Regions from separate parts of the Mus musculus genome. Here region 2 is linked to region 1. Evidence: chromatin contacts called from public HiChIP or PLAC-seq data. All regions are on one chromosome and are shown on one strand. The core of a region is the stretch at or near the end of the contact, and the rest is flanking DNA. Distances in the headings are between cores, read along the strand shown. Region 1 overlaps B3gnt7 (UDP-GlcNAc:betaGal beta-1,3-N-acetylglucosaminyltransferase 7). Region 2 has its middle 13 kb from the start of Gm41907.

The links. HiChIP or PLAC-seq counts read pairs in DNA pulled down with a chosen protein or histone mark.
Region 2: a contact with region 1 is called in an H3K27ac HiChIP or PLAC-seq map of embryonic stem cells, with 7 times the contacts expected there. The contact joins two enhancer-like sites. A contact is called at or near these places in 1 of 484 Hi-C or Micro-C datasets (embryonic stem cells), 3 of 115 datasets of contacts at active chromatin or transcription factors (all in embryonic stem cells) and 1 of 9 other capture datasets (adipose tissue).

Annotation. Positions count from the first base shown.
Region 1 is chr1:86,307,193-86,313,767 of GRCm38.p6, reverse strand. B3gnt7 (UDP-GlcNAc:betaGal beta-1,3-N-acetylglucosaminyltransferase 7) reads right to left here. Exons shown (of 2, transcript NM_145222.2): 2 at 6,463-6,575. Among named protein-coding and RNA genes, the nearest start is that of Gm28626, 6.4 kb to the right of the region's middle. RefSeq lists a cis regulatory region at 2,019-3,172. Within about 2 kb of position 2,112, at least 34 of the 459 cell types and tissues checked have an H3K27ac peak or open chromatin away from gene starts, as enhancers often do. A contact at or near this core is called in embryonic stem cells, where this site is marked.
Region 2 is chr1:86,483,002-86,489,384 of GRCm38.p6, reverse strand. No RefSeq gene overlaps it. Among named protein-coding and RNA genes, the nearest start is that of Gm41907, 13 kb to the right of the region's middle. Within about 2 kb of position 1,919, at least 406 of the 459 cell types and tissues checked have an H3K27ac peak or open chromatin away from gene starts, as enhancers often do. A contact at or near this core is called in embryonic stem cells, where this site is marked.

The DNA of each region.
Region 1 (6,575 bases), core at 863-3,362:
CCGCGACAAGCCTCCTCCCCCGGATCCAACAGGTGCTCAGGGCACTCCATCTGTCCCCAGCAAGGTCTCAGATGTTGACCACCTGGGGCTCCCTCCTGCCGGTGACTTCAAACGCTGGGCCTGCAGAACCCAGGACTGGGAAGGAATTCTGGACATTGCAGTCAGCTGGGTTGTGCCGGAGAAATCCAGAGCGCAGTACCATTCGCGATAGGTCACCTTCTGTTCTGCATGGGTCACTAAATCCCATTCCCTCAGGCTAGCACCAGGCTCTTGGGAGTCTCAAGGCCTTTGGCTAGTGCCAAGCCCACTCCCAACTATCCGGCTCCTTTTGTTTGTTTGTTTGTTTTTGATTTTGATTTTTGAGACAGGGTTTCTCTGCGAAGTTCTGGCTGTCCTGGAACTCACTCTGTAGACCAGGCTGGCCTCGAACTGAGATCCGCCTGCCTCTGCCTCCCAAATGCTGGGATTACAGGCATGAGCCACCACTGCCCGGCTCTCCTGCTCCTTTTTAATTCGCTCAGTTTATGGCCTGGTCAAGTATTTTCTCCAAGCCCCTAGGGAGATTCAGACCACACCAAAGAGACTGGATATATACAGTACTTGGCTTACCTTGAAGGGCCTATAGAGAATGTAAAATGTACTTCCAAGTTTATGTTGCCTGTTAGTTCTCCTTTCTCCAGTACTTTTTTCTATCTGGTAAAGAATTACTGGACAAGAAAGTTGCAGTCCATCTTCACAATTTATTATTATTTTTGTTTGTTTGTTTTTGTTTTTGAAGACAGGTTTTCTCTGTATAGCCCTGGCTGTCCTGGAATTCACTTTGTGGAGTGGTCAGTGCTCTTAACTGCTGAGCCATCTCTCCAGCACCCATCTTCACAAATTTTATTGCAGAGGCGAAATCCCGTGCCTAACAAGGGCGACTGGGTGGGGGGGCGGGGAGGGGGGCGGGAGGTATCAGAGAAAAAGGGTAGCTTTCTCTGTCCTGAGGTAGTTAGTTTCTCTGTTTCTCTGTGTGTGTGTTGGGTTTTTGTTTGTTTGTTTATTTTTCTTGACACAAAGTCTATGTAGCCCTGCCTGGTCTGGAGCTCCCTACTTAGACCAGACTGGTTTTTTCGGGAGCACAAAGATACATCTGCTTCTACCCTCCAAATGCAGGGACTAAATGAGTGCCTACCACACCTTGGCTTATATATTTTCTAATAGGGTGTGGTGCAGGGCTGGGTTCCCTTTAAATTGGACTGGGCATGATACATTTAGCCCATTGGGTCGGTTTAAAGGTCTGCAAGGACTTGATTAAGACAGGGGTGGGGACTTTCAAAAGCTGGCAAAGGCCACCCTGAGGGTTATCTGTGGCTGGCCAGGGAATGGGGCAGGGAGTTATCCTGCTGGTTGGTAGTTAGTTCAGAGGCCTGCAGGAGTGAAAAAATAAAATAAAATAAAATAAAATAAAAAGAAAAGAAAAAAAAGAAAAAGCTGGGCGTGGTGGCACATGCCTTTAATCCCAGCACTCGGGAGGCAGAGGCAGGCAGATTTCTGAGTTCGAGGCCAGCCTGGTCTACAGAGTGAGTTCCAGGACAGCCAGGGCTATACAGAGAAACCCTGTCTCGAAAAACCAAAATAAATAAATAAATAAATATATATATATATATATAAAATAATAATAATAAATAAAATAAAAATAAATTAAAAACTAAAAAAAGCTACAGAAAGGAGGGGCTTCTTTTGTGCAAGGGCCCAGCTCCATCTATAGTGGAAGCACTCAGAGGTCAGTCTGAGCTCTCTCTCCCTAACTACCTACTGATTTAGAATTAACCATCTCCTAGCTTCCTACAGTTCCAGTTTTGTATCCGAAATTTATGCAAAAGTTGCATTCCACCCACTCCCGAGTTTAGGTGTTTGTTTAAATAAGAAAACAGTTACTGGTTCGAGGCAGAATAGTCCGGCAGCTAAAGTAGCCTTTTAACAGCCCGCATTTTTTTTTTCCCCACAGAGCTGTAGAATTGAATTGCAAACGGAGGAAAACTGGTTTGTCTACCGAAGGGAGAGAAGTCAACCTCAGTGTTCCCCCAGAGTGGTCAGTGTGCAGTCATCTGCTTAGAAAGTGGTGGGAAAGGGGGGCCGCCCGATGGCTGAGCAAGTGAAGGCACTTCCTACCTAACCTGACACATGAGTTCTAGTCCCAGGTCCCACCTTACTGAAAGGCAAGAATTTATTTTTGCAAGCTGTCCTCTGATCTCCGACCCCTCCCATTTCAGTAAGTGCCAGGGCTTTGTGGGAACAGAAAACCCTTGCATCAGAATATTTAAATAATTATGGTGCTATGCTTCTGAGATTCTCCAAATGCCGTCACTCATTGAATCTAACAGTTTTTGGCGTGCTGGAGGCTTTTACAGAGAAGCAAACACATTTACCACTAGGTTGTTTGTAAGGAACCCGGAGGGGAGGGATGCCGGGGGAAATGGTATGGAGTGGGGGTTGGGAGCATAGGGTTCCAGTCAATCCCTGTCACACAATAGCTGTGGGATCCTTCGGAGACCTCCATTTCTTCCTTTGAATATAGTGTTGAACGGAATTCCAGAAGCGTCCCCTACTCCCCGGTACTACACCTAGGAACAGGTTTCCTTTGTGAAAGCCAGGATTCCTTAAGTGGTCTCCTTTAGTTATGCAAATATGCTGGAGGAGGCCGCCCAGCTCTGGGTAACAGTGGGATGGCCTTTTGCCCCCTTTCAAGTCCCCTTTGAATACAGAGCTGGTAGCTGAGGACAGGAACTTCTTGCTGTTGAAGCCTTCTGTTCATAGTAAGCAAACCCTCCTCCCAGCACACACACCGATTGTTATTCCAAACCTAAAAGTTGCCACTTTATAACAGAGCCTGAGGTTGTTTATGGAATTCACCCAGAGGCCCTGGACCCAGATCCCCACAGCCAACTGCTCTTTGGTAAAGGATGGCTGTCATGTTGAGTGTTACAGAGGCAGATACTTAGATGCCTGAAGTTCAGGCTTCACCGCAGCTTGCGTGGCCCGAGAAGCCCCCAAACTGTGCAGGTCCGCTCAGTAGTGCCCCGGTGTGGAGCGAGAGCTAACAGTTGGAACTGCCCGCTGAGATATTTGGGAGTACGATCCAAGAGGGTGTGCTTGGGTTCCCCCACCCCCACCCTGACAAGGGTACATAAAAGAGTTTACATGGAAACGTAAACCTGTTTTTACTAAAGACAAAGTAATATAGATTATACATGCAAAATGTTCCCAGCGCAGGACCTAGTGACTATGCTCCGCAGTTGTTACTGTTACTAATGTCCACCCAGAAAAAGATAGTAAGTGCCGGCCCTTTGTCACTCTGAACTAAAGGAGAAGAAAAGCAAACCTCTTTGACCCCTTCTACTTGGGAGACTCACCACAGAGGATCCTAATCTTTGTCTGGGAATAGGAGTTCTAACTCAAGACAGGTCGTTGTTTGAGAAGTCCAAGCAGACAGGCCTTGCTCGGTCTCCCCATTCAGTCTGATTAGGTCACTAAAACAGCCTTCCCTGGTTTTTTGAGTTCTACCCCTTCAGAAACTTTTTGATTACTGGAAAACTTTTTCCTTTTTAAAGATGTGTTTATTTTTATTTATATGAGTACACTGTCGCTGTCTTCAGACACACACCAGAAGAGGGCATCAGATCTCATTACAGATGGTTGTGAGCCACCTTGTGGCTGCTGGGAATTGAACTCAGGACCTCAGGAAGAGCAGTCAGCGCTCTTAACCACGGCGTCACCTCTCCAGCCCGACTGGAAAACTTTTAAAGAGAGCTGGAGAGACAGTTCAGTTGGTAGAGTGCTTGCCTAAGCCTGCAAGAAGCCTTGGCTTTACCTCAGCACTGCACGGGTTTCCCATGGTAGAACTTGCCTGTTGAAGAGTTAATTACCCAGAAGCCTCAGGTGGGACAGTCTCTCAGACTTGGACAGCGGAGTCGACACATAACACCTGTGGAAGCTTTGGATCAGGCGATCCACATACCCACCGGCTGGTATCTACCATTTTGAGACTGGGGATGGGTGGGGGGAACTGACCTACAGCCAGACCTTCCCATCCCAACCCCACTTTACAAGCCCATAAACCCCCAAGGCCCCCAGGCCATGCTCACACACAGTCTTGCTTCCGCAGTGGTTGACCTCTAGCGGGACAATTCTTCTAGCTTCCTTTCCTTTTTCACATAGCCTCCACCAGTCTCTAACAACTGTCATACCAGCTACCAGAAGGTGTGGAGTCATTGTGAGAGCCAGTCAAGCCAGGGGTACCAGAGATTGGCCTCAGGAAGGAACCTGTTAGACTTTTCTTGTTGTCTTTTGTCATGCAACCTTGGTGATGGGACACGCCTCTCAACTAGGAAACAAGACAAGGGTGAAAAGGGCAGAATCTTCCAGGAAAGACCTTTATCTTTATGCTGTTTCCTTAAGTAATCCCAGCAATAAGTGTCTTTATAGAGACAGCCTGGATAGAGAAGGCTGGGAACTCACATTCTTAGGCAAACTGGAAAGAGCCAATGGCAACTGAGAGGGGGTCCTGCAGGGGCTGCAGCAGCTGGGACAGTTTGAACATCTCACAGTATAGTTTGGGGAAGAGAGTCCTGTCCTGCTTGGACTAGCAGGATGTGGACCCTGGTGTGTTCTGATAGTTTAGAGCCTGCAGAGAGCACCCTAACTTGAAACAGACAGGGCCACCTAAAAGAGACAGGCCCATCTGACCTTAGGGAGGAGCCTGCCTGTTTGGTTGGTCCTCTATCCGAAGATTCAAACAGTGACCCAGGGCCCGCACATAGCCTTGAGCGGAGAAACGCAATCATTCATTCTCTCAGATGTAGGATAAAGGCACTCTCCAGAGAATATACCCAACCCTGAGAGTCAAAGCTGCTTAGCGAACTGCATGAGACTGCTTAGCCCCTGACCAGTCAGGACCAGAGCTTTCTACAATCTGTTACTCTTACAGGGAGGACGGGGACACAAACCAGTCAAGACTAGACAATACCCATTTTGGTTCTGAATCCCTTCAGATAACCTGGATGGGATGGATGGTTGGAGTTTTTTTTTTTTTTTTTTTTTTTTAATTGTAAGAGTAACCCCTTTCCTTTGTTCTAGGAACCACTGGCCTAAACCTGCTCTTGGTTGGAGCCATGTCTTAACAGAGAAGCCTTGCCTGAGTATCTCTGGGTCTGGTATGTTTCTACCACTTCCAGACCAAAGAGCTGAGATCTGTTAACAAACTCAGCAGGGAACCTCCCCTTTGTCTCCCCTCCCTACCCCCACCCCATAGTGGCTCCTCCCCACATTCCAGTCTACCTGGGGGGGGGGGGATACCCCTAGTCCTTTGAGCAGCAGGTACAAGGCTCAGTCAGGGCTGGTGCAGGGGGATGGAAAGTGTGACAGCATGCCCCTGAGGGGCTCCTTGGCCTTCTGCTGAGTTACTGTGGCCTGCCAGCCCAGCCTTGGGCAAATGAAGCAAAAACCTCACACACTCTGGCTCAGTAGGCAAGGCTCAGAAAGAAGGGACTGGCCTGAGTCTTGATAATATCACTAGTTATCAAGGCCGACAGTACAGGGGCGAATTTCACTGAGTTCCCAGTCCACAGGACCCAAGACAAAGACAAAGGAAGCCAAAGTAGGCGCTTCAGAACTACTGACCTGTTGCCCCATTCTTAGGGTCAGCTCCAGACACTTCCCTAAACCTCCGAGGCTTGAGATGCAGGCCTGCCTGCCACCTAGCTGCACAACCAAGCATCCATCTCTCTCCCTTGACCTTTGATTAAATCATGTCTCTCCCTGGTCCTTAGATGCAGCTTCACAGCCTGAGCCTGTCTGGCCCTTCTAGCTCTCCTGCTGCTGTTTTGGGGGCTGGCTCCTCCAAAGGGCTCTGCACTGTTGCAATCTTAAAGTTTTTAACTTCTGGGAACTAGGCATACATTTTGCACTGAGCTCTACGCATAATATAGCCAGCTAACAAAGAGAGGTGTGGGAAGACCTGTGCTAGGGAGAAATGGTGGCAGCCCTGTCCTTTCCAACCCTAGGACTTGGATCGGAGCTGCTGGGCCCATGGTGGAGCGCTCTGAGCTGGACACAGCTGGCCTGCTCACTACCATCTCAGAAGATCCTGGCCTGGCAGTAACCGCTCTCCTTTCTCCGGAAGCAGCAGCTTTGGCAAAAGTCCTGCATGTGTTGGGCTCTCCTTCCAGCCAAGTCTACTTCAATGCTTTCCGAAGGACATCAGGGAGCCTGTGAGCCTAAGGGCACCCACTGGAACACTAGCCTTGGGCCTGAACTCTTGCCTTTTGCTAATTGATACTTAGGCTAAGGCTTCAGCTGGCCATGTGGTCACCTGAGTGTTAGAGCCTCGCAGGCTTCTTGCACCACCACAGCTCCCCACTTCCTCTAAGGCCCCTCTAGAGGTCTTTCACGCCCATTAGCCAAGACCAAGGAAGCAGCTAATTCAGACACCTTCAACAACCAGTTGTTTTATTGAGAAAATAGAGAAGATGCCTCCATCTTTTCCAGGTGACCCCAGCCAGAGGTGGGAGGTGGTATTCTTTCACAGGGGAAAA
Region 2 (6,383 bases), core at 670-3,169, 180 kb before region 1:
GGCTCACAACCATCTGTGATGGGATCTGATGTCCTCTTCTGGTGTGTCTGAAGACAGTGACCATGTACTCACATACATGATATAAAAAAAATCTTAAAAAACAAAACAAAAACTTCACTGTAGTTGTAAGTGACTGATACAGCCTACAATGGAGTCCTGTCCCTGAGACCTGCTCACACAGGTGCTCCAGGATACATTAGGGCTATCTGTGGACTTGAGACCTGCTCACACAGGCGCTCCAGGATACATTGGAGATATGTGTGGAAAGAAGGCCATCAGTTAGAAGCTACGTGAAAAGTTACACCTTTGTAGACCATTCAGGCTGGAACTCAGAGCTAGGCCTGCCTCAGCCTCCCAGTACTTTGATTCAAAGCATGTGACCCCACACCCATCTGTTTCCGGTCTCTTCTTAGGGTAGCTATTGTTAGGTATATGTGCACTATTTGCTGGGTGTGGTGTAATTCAGCACCCAGGAAGGATCAGCGGGATGCATTCAAGGTTATATTAAGGCTAGGGCTACCAGTGGGGTTAATGTTGAGAGAGAACACACTGTAGTAGTTATTCCTAAGGATGCTGGTCTGGGATGCACTCAATCTCACTTCACCTCTTGAGGCTTCTCTCCTCTGGAGATGCCACAAACCCGTGTCTTTCTCCACACACCCTCTATTCTATGACTGTCCCCACTGCTGGGCCTCCCATTAGATTCTTTCAATCCAAATATACGCTTGGCGACAACAGTCCACAAAAGAGCTTCCTCCAGAACACATTTTTTTGACCTTTTAAAAGAACCCACCTCCTTCCCAGGGTCATTAAGACATCCTTAGTTGAATATTCACCCAGGGGCCACTCTCCTCGTCACTGCATGCCTTTTGTGCAAAAGCTGTACCCAAAGAGAAGCTTAAACATAAGGAGAGGTACATCGGAAGTAGTGGCGCACGTCTTTTCTCGTAGCACTTTGGATACAGAGGCAGGCTGTTGCTATAGTTAGAGGCCAACCTGGGCAATCAGGGGAGACCCTGTCTCAAAAGTTAAAATAGAATCCCACAAGGAATGGGAACCGGGTGGTTAGGTTTTTTTTTATATTAACTCGTCAAGAACGATGGATTCTATGTCTCGAACGAGAGTTTCTCTCAAGACACAGAATAAGGTACCGGTGAATCTAGTCAGCTCCCCGAGACTCAAAAACAAGTTGAGTGCAGACCTTATTATAATCAGCCAGGAGGTGCAACCCAACTGAAGACACACTTAGGTCGAATACATCCTCCCAACGAATTCACACGATACGTGGAAGCCCGTCAGTCTCTACACTTAGAAGAAGAGGGCAAACACGACTCTGGCTGTGCATGTAGGTTAGGAGGGTGCAGGCTTCGAGGATGGACACAACGAGAAGGCGGCTGCGCCAAGGTTCTGCACGCACGGGCTGACTAGCAAACCCATGTCAGAGTGTGCACAGTCGCCCACTTCCCCCGTCCTTGGGTGCCGTGGCCAGAGGCAAGACACGCAGCCCGCGCAGCTCGAGCAACGACGGCTTTTGTTGTACCAGCTTCGAGGCGTCCATCACACAAACGCCGCGAACGTCGGCTCAGGAGAGGCGACGGAACGCGAAATGGCGGGCAGGGGCGGGGCAGAGCAGGGCGCCCATCCTCAAGTACGGGAGGGGCGCGCCTGTTTCTGCGCAGGCGTGCGACCTGCACGCGCCCCCTTTTGCGCAGGCGCCCGGTTGGGGGCGTGTCTTTCTTTGCGCAGGCGCCCAGCTCAGCGCGCGTTCCCGCGTTCCCAGAGGCGCGCGGGGACACAAAGGGCTTTAGGGAAAACGCGGAGCGCGGCCGGGGTTCGTGGAGCGGCTTCAGGTCTTGACGACCTGGAACGGATTTTCGGCGCAGGAGCCGGGCTCGCCGGAACCGCGGGCTTGGTCCCTCCCTACGCTCCCTTCCCTTCCTTTCCCTTTCACCTCCTTTGCCTGTTCTAACGGCCTTACGGGACGCATCGGGTACACAGGGCGCAGGCGCGGGTCGCGCCGGGAGGATGAGCATCCTCCATCTTCTCTCCTGCGACCTAAATGGCGCGGCTGGCAGCGTTTCTGAGCCTGTGGGGACCCGCACGCCTGCTGGGCAGCCCATGGCGCCTCTTGCTTCCCGAGTTCTCTACCTCTCACGGTCCCCTTGAGCACGGAGATGGTAGCTTAACCCTTTGTAAAGTGCCTGTATCGCGATGTGAGACTCCCATGGATAAGGCAAAGGCATAGAAGTTACCGAACTGACCCAACCTTTTGCAAGGTGCTATTTGCAAATTTGATTTGGGAATGCCTTTGAGCAACAGAAATACATTTTCTGTTAAAGAGACATTTCACCGAAGGCGGTGACAAACCATTTTTAAAAGTATTTTAACCATAACCTGTAAGTATTCTTTCTAGCAGTGGAGGCAAGAGAGTTCAGGGTCATTGAACCCTAGTTTAGAAACATGTTCAAAAAAGGAAATAAAAGCGGTCCGGAGAAAGATGGCTCAGTGGTTAAGTGCACTTTTTACTATTGAGGGCTAGCATACTATTCCCAGCACCCACAACCAACCATCTTGTTACTAATCCCAAGGGATCAGAGACTGCCTTCTGTTGTTTCCCTGAGCACCAGGCAAGAAAGTGGTGCATAGATAGGTACCTGTGCAGGGAAAACACCCATACACATAAAATAAAAAACATCTTTTAAAAATAAAATTAGGGGCTGGTGAGATGGCTCAGTGGGTAAGAGCACCCGACTGCTCTTCCGAAGGTCCGGAGTTCAAATCCCAGCAACCACATGGTGGCTCACAACCATCTGTAACAAGATCTGACGCCCTCTTCTGGAGTGTCTGAAGACAGCTACAGTGTACTTACATATAATAAATAAATAAATCTTCAAAAAAAAATAAAATAAAATTAGGCCAGGCAGTGGTAACACGCTCCTTTAATCCCAGTACCCGGCACAGGCAGGTGGATCTCTTAGATCTCGTAGTTCAAGGTTTGGTCTACAGAGAGTGGTCCAAACCTTGTTCAATCCCCCTTACCCCCCAAAAGATACAATTAGCTGGTATGGTTTTGTTTTTTGTTTTTTCCATTAATACAAGCGTTTAGGAAGCAGAGTCAGGTCTCAGGTAGAGGTCAGCTCAAAAGAAATAAAAATTGTTATTAGATACTCCTATAATCCCAGCACTCAGGAGACAGAAGCAGGCAGATCTTGGTGAGTCTGAGGACAACCTGGTCTACACAGCAGGTCTGTACAACCTCTACACACACACACACACACACACACACACACTCCTGGGCTAGTGGTCCTGGGTTGTATAAGAAAGTGGGTTAGGCTGGGCGTGGTGGCGCACGCCTTTAATCCCAGAACTCGGGAGGCAGAGGCAGGGGGATTTCTGAGTTCGAGGTCTGCCTGATCTACAAAGTGAGTTCCAGAACAGCCAGGGCTGTACAGAGAAACCCTGTCTCGAAAAAAAAAAAAAAAAAAAAAAAAAAAGAAAGAAAGAAAGAAAGAGAGGAAGGAAGGAAGGAAGGAAGGAAGGAAGGAAGGAAGGAAGGAAGGAAGGGGGTTAACCGGGCAGCGCATGCCTTTAATCCCAGCACTTGGGAGGCAGAGACAGGCAGATTTCTGAGTTCGAGGCCAGCCTGGTCTACAGAGCAAGTTCCAGGACAGCCAGGGCTACATAGGGAAACCCTGTCTCTAAACAATAGAACTTTAAAAAAGAAAAGGAGCCAGACAATGGTGGCACGCACCTTTCATATTAGTACTTGGGAGACAGAGGCATGTAAATCTCTCAGTTCAAGGCCAGCTTGGGGTACAGAGTAAATTGCAGGACAGCCTGGGCAGCACAGAGACTCCTGTCTCAACAAACAAACAAATCTGAAAAATCAATGACTCAGAACAAAATGAAGGCTCAATGCTATTTTTTTCCTATCAGTTATTTAGTACAGGCTTTCACATGCCATCTGTAGGTCTGAGCACAACTTTTGGGAACTGACCAATCTGTGGGGGTCTCAGTTTTTCAGGGTTAGGGCTCTACCAAGAACCTTTCTTGACTATCTCTGCCATCCTACAGACCCTGGTTTTTGTTTTCATTTTGAGATAGGATCTCTTGTATTCATGCAACTTTGACTGGTCTAGATCCCGTCTCCGTAAAGCAACTACGTGGGAGGAACTAGAAAGATGGTGTGGGGCTGGAGAGATGGCTCAGCGGTTAAGAGCACTGACTGCTCTTCCAAAAGTCCTGAGTTCAATTCCCAGCAACCATATGGTGGCTCACAACCATCTGTAATGTTATCTGACGCCATCTTCTGGTGTGTCTGAAGACAGCTACAGTGTACTCATAAATAAAATAAATCTGAGAAAGAAAGAAAGATGGTGCAATGGTTAAGAGCACTGGCTGTTTGTTCAGAGACCTGGCTTCAGTTCCTAGAACTGATTGACTAAAGTGATTGACTCTGTAGTTAGATCTGAGAGTCCTGACCCCCTCTTCTGGCCTCTGTGAGCAATTCACTAGCATTTGCATATATTTGGGCAAAAATCTCATACACGTAAAATTAAAAAAAAAAAAAAAGCAGCAACTACAGACCAGGCAGTGTCTGTCCCACCGTGCTCCACTTAAATGTGTTCTTTAATTCCCAATTACAGTAAGTAATTTACATTTGTGAATTGTCACTTTGACAATATAAAGGAACCCTAATGCTCATTCATTTTAAAAGTAGTGGGGGGCAGGGGAAGGAGATGTAACCAAAAATGAGAGTTCAAGTCTTATCACCCAGTCCCTTTATTGAATCAGAACTTCTTAATAAGCATCTCTAAGTTTTCCTAGGAAATAAAAATAAAAAGTGTTCTCTACAGCTATAAACGCTATCTAGAAAATTGCCTTTTGTTATATTTTATAAAACCAAATACTCAAACACTTGTTAGCTGGGACTCTGCCAAGTTGCTCATCTGATTTTTTCTATTCATCTGGAAGATTTGGATAATGTCCTGGGCTCAGTTGTAGAACACTTGTCTATCTTGTGTGATGTCCTGGGTTCAAGTTCTAGGACTGTAAAAAGAGGAGAGCGAAGCCAGGCGGTGGTGGCGCACGACTTTAATCCCAGCACTTGGAGGCAGAGGCAGGAGGAGGATTTCTGAGTTCAAGGCCAGCCTGGTCTACAAAGTGAGTTCCAGGACAGCCAGGGCTACACAGAGAAACCCTGTCTCGGAAACAAAAAAAAAAAAAAAAATGAGGAGGTGAAAGCAAGAAGGCCCAACCTTGGCAGAATTTCAGGGGAATGGTTGGAGGTAATCATTGTAAAGTGTCTACATCATAGTAGGTGCTTAGTAAATTAGTGATAGGGATTGTGGCAGCTTCTGAACCATGATGGAAGGAACAGGTCAAGTACTTGGTTGCATTAAGAAAGCCGCACATTCATGTCGATCACTGAAGATACTTACATCCTTGCCCAGTCCACAGAGCAATGAGTTTTGTTTTCTTCTGATGCTGCAATGGATCTCAGAGCAGGGAGCAGGCCCTGTCAAAATGCTTCCTTTTGGGGGGACAGAGTGTTCTCTCTCTCTCTCTCTCTCTCTCTCTCTCTCTCTCTCTAATACAGAGACAGGGTATACTGGCTAGTTTTGTGTCAACTTGACACAGGCTGGAGTTATGCCAGAGAAAGGAGCTTCAGTTGAGGAAATGCCTCCATGAGATCCAACTGTAAGGCATTTTCTCAATTAGTGATCAAGGGGAAAGGCCCCTTGTGGGTGGGACCATCTCTGGGCTGGTAATCTTGGGCTCTATAAGAAAGCAGGCTGAGCAAGCCAGGGGAAGCAAGCCAGTAAAGAACATCCCTCCATGGCCTCTGCTTCAACTCCTGCTTTCTGACCTGCTTGAGTTCTAGTCCTGACTTCCTTGGTGATGAACAGCAATGTGGAAATGTAAACTGAATAAACCCTTTCCTCCCCAACTTGCTTCTTGGTCATGATGTTTGTGCAGGAATAGAAACCCTGACTAAGACACAGGGTCACCCTGATTTTCCTGGAACTTGCTCTGTAGACCAGGCTACCCTTGAGCTCAGAAATCTGCTTGCCTCTGCTTCTGGAGTGCTGAAATCACACAGAACATCTTATAGTCTGCACTGGCCCTCTTCCTGCTGCCTCTAAGTGTTCTGTGTGTTCTGTGTGCTAAACAAGCACTCTACCAATGGTGCTGAGTCCCCAGCCCTGATTTCATGATATTTTTAATTAACATTTATCTTTATGTCACATCTAGTGTTAAGTTTGTCTTTCTTATCCTAGTACAGGAGAAAGGAGGGCCCCTTAACAAAGGGATTTTTTTTTTTTAAGACAGAGTGTCTATAGCTCAACTAGATGGGGGAGGCATACCCAATGAATAGAAAC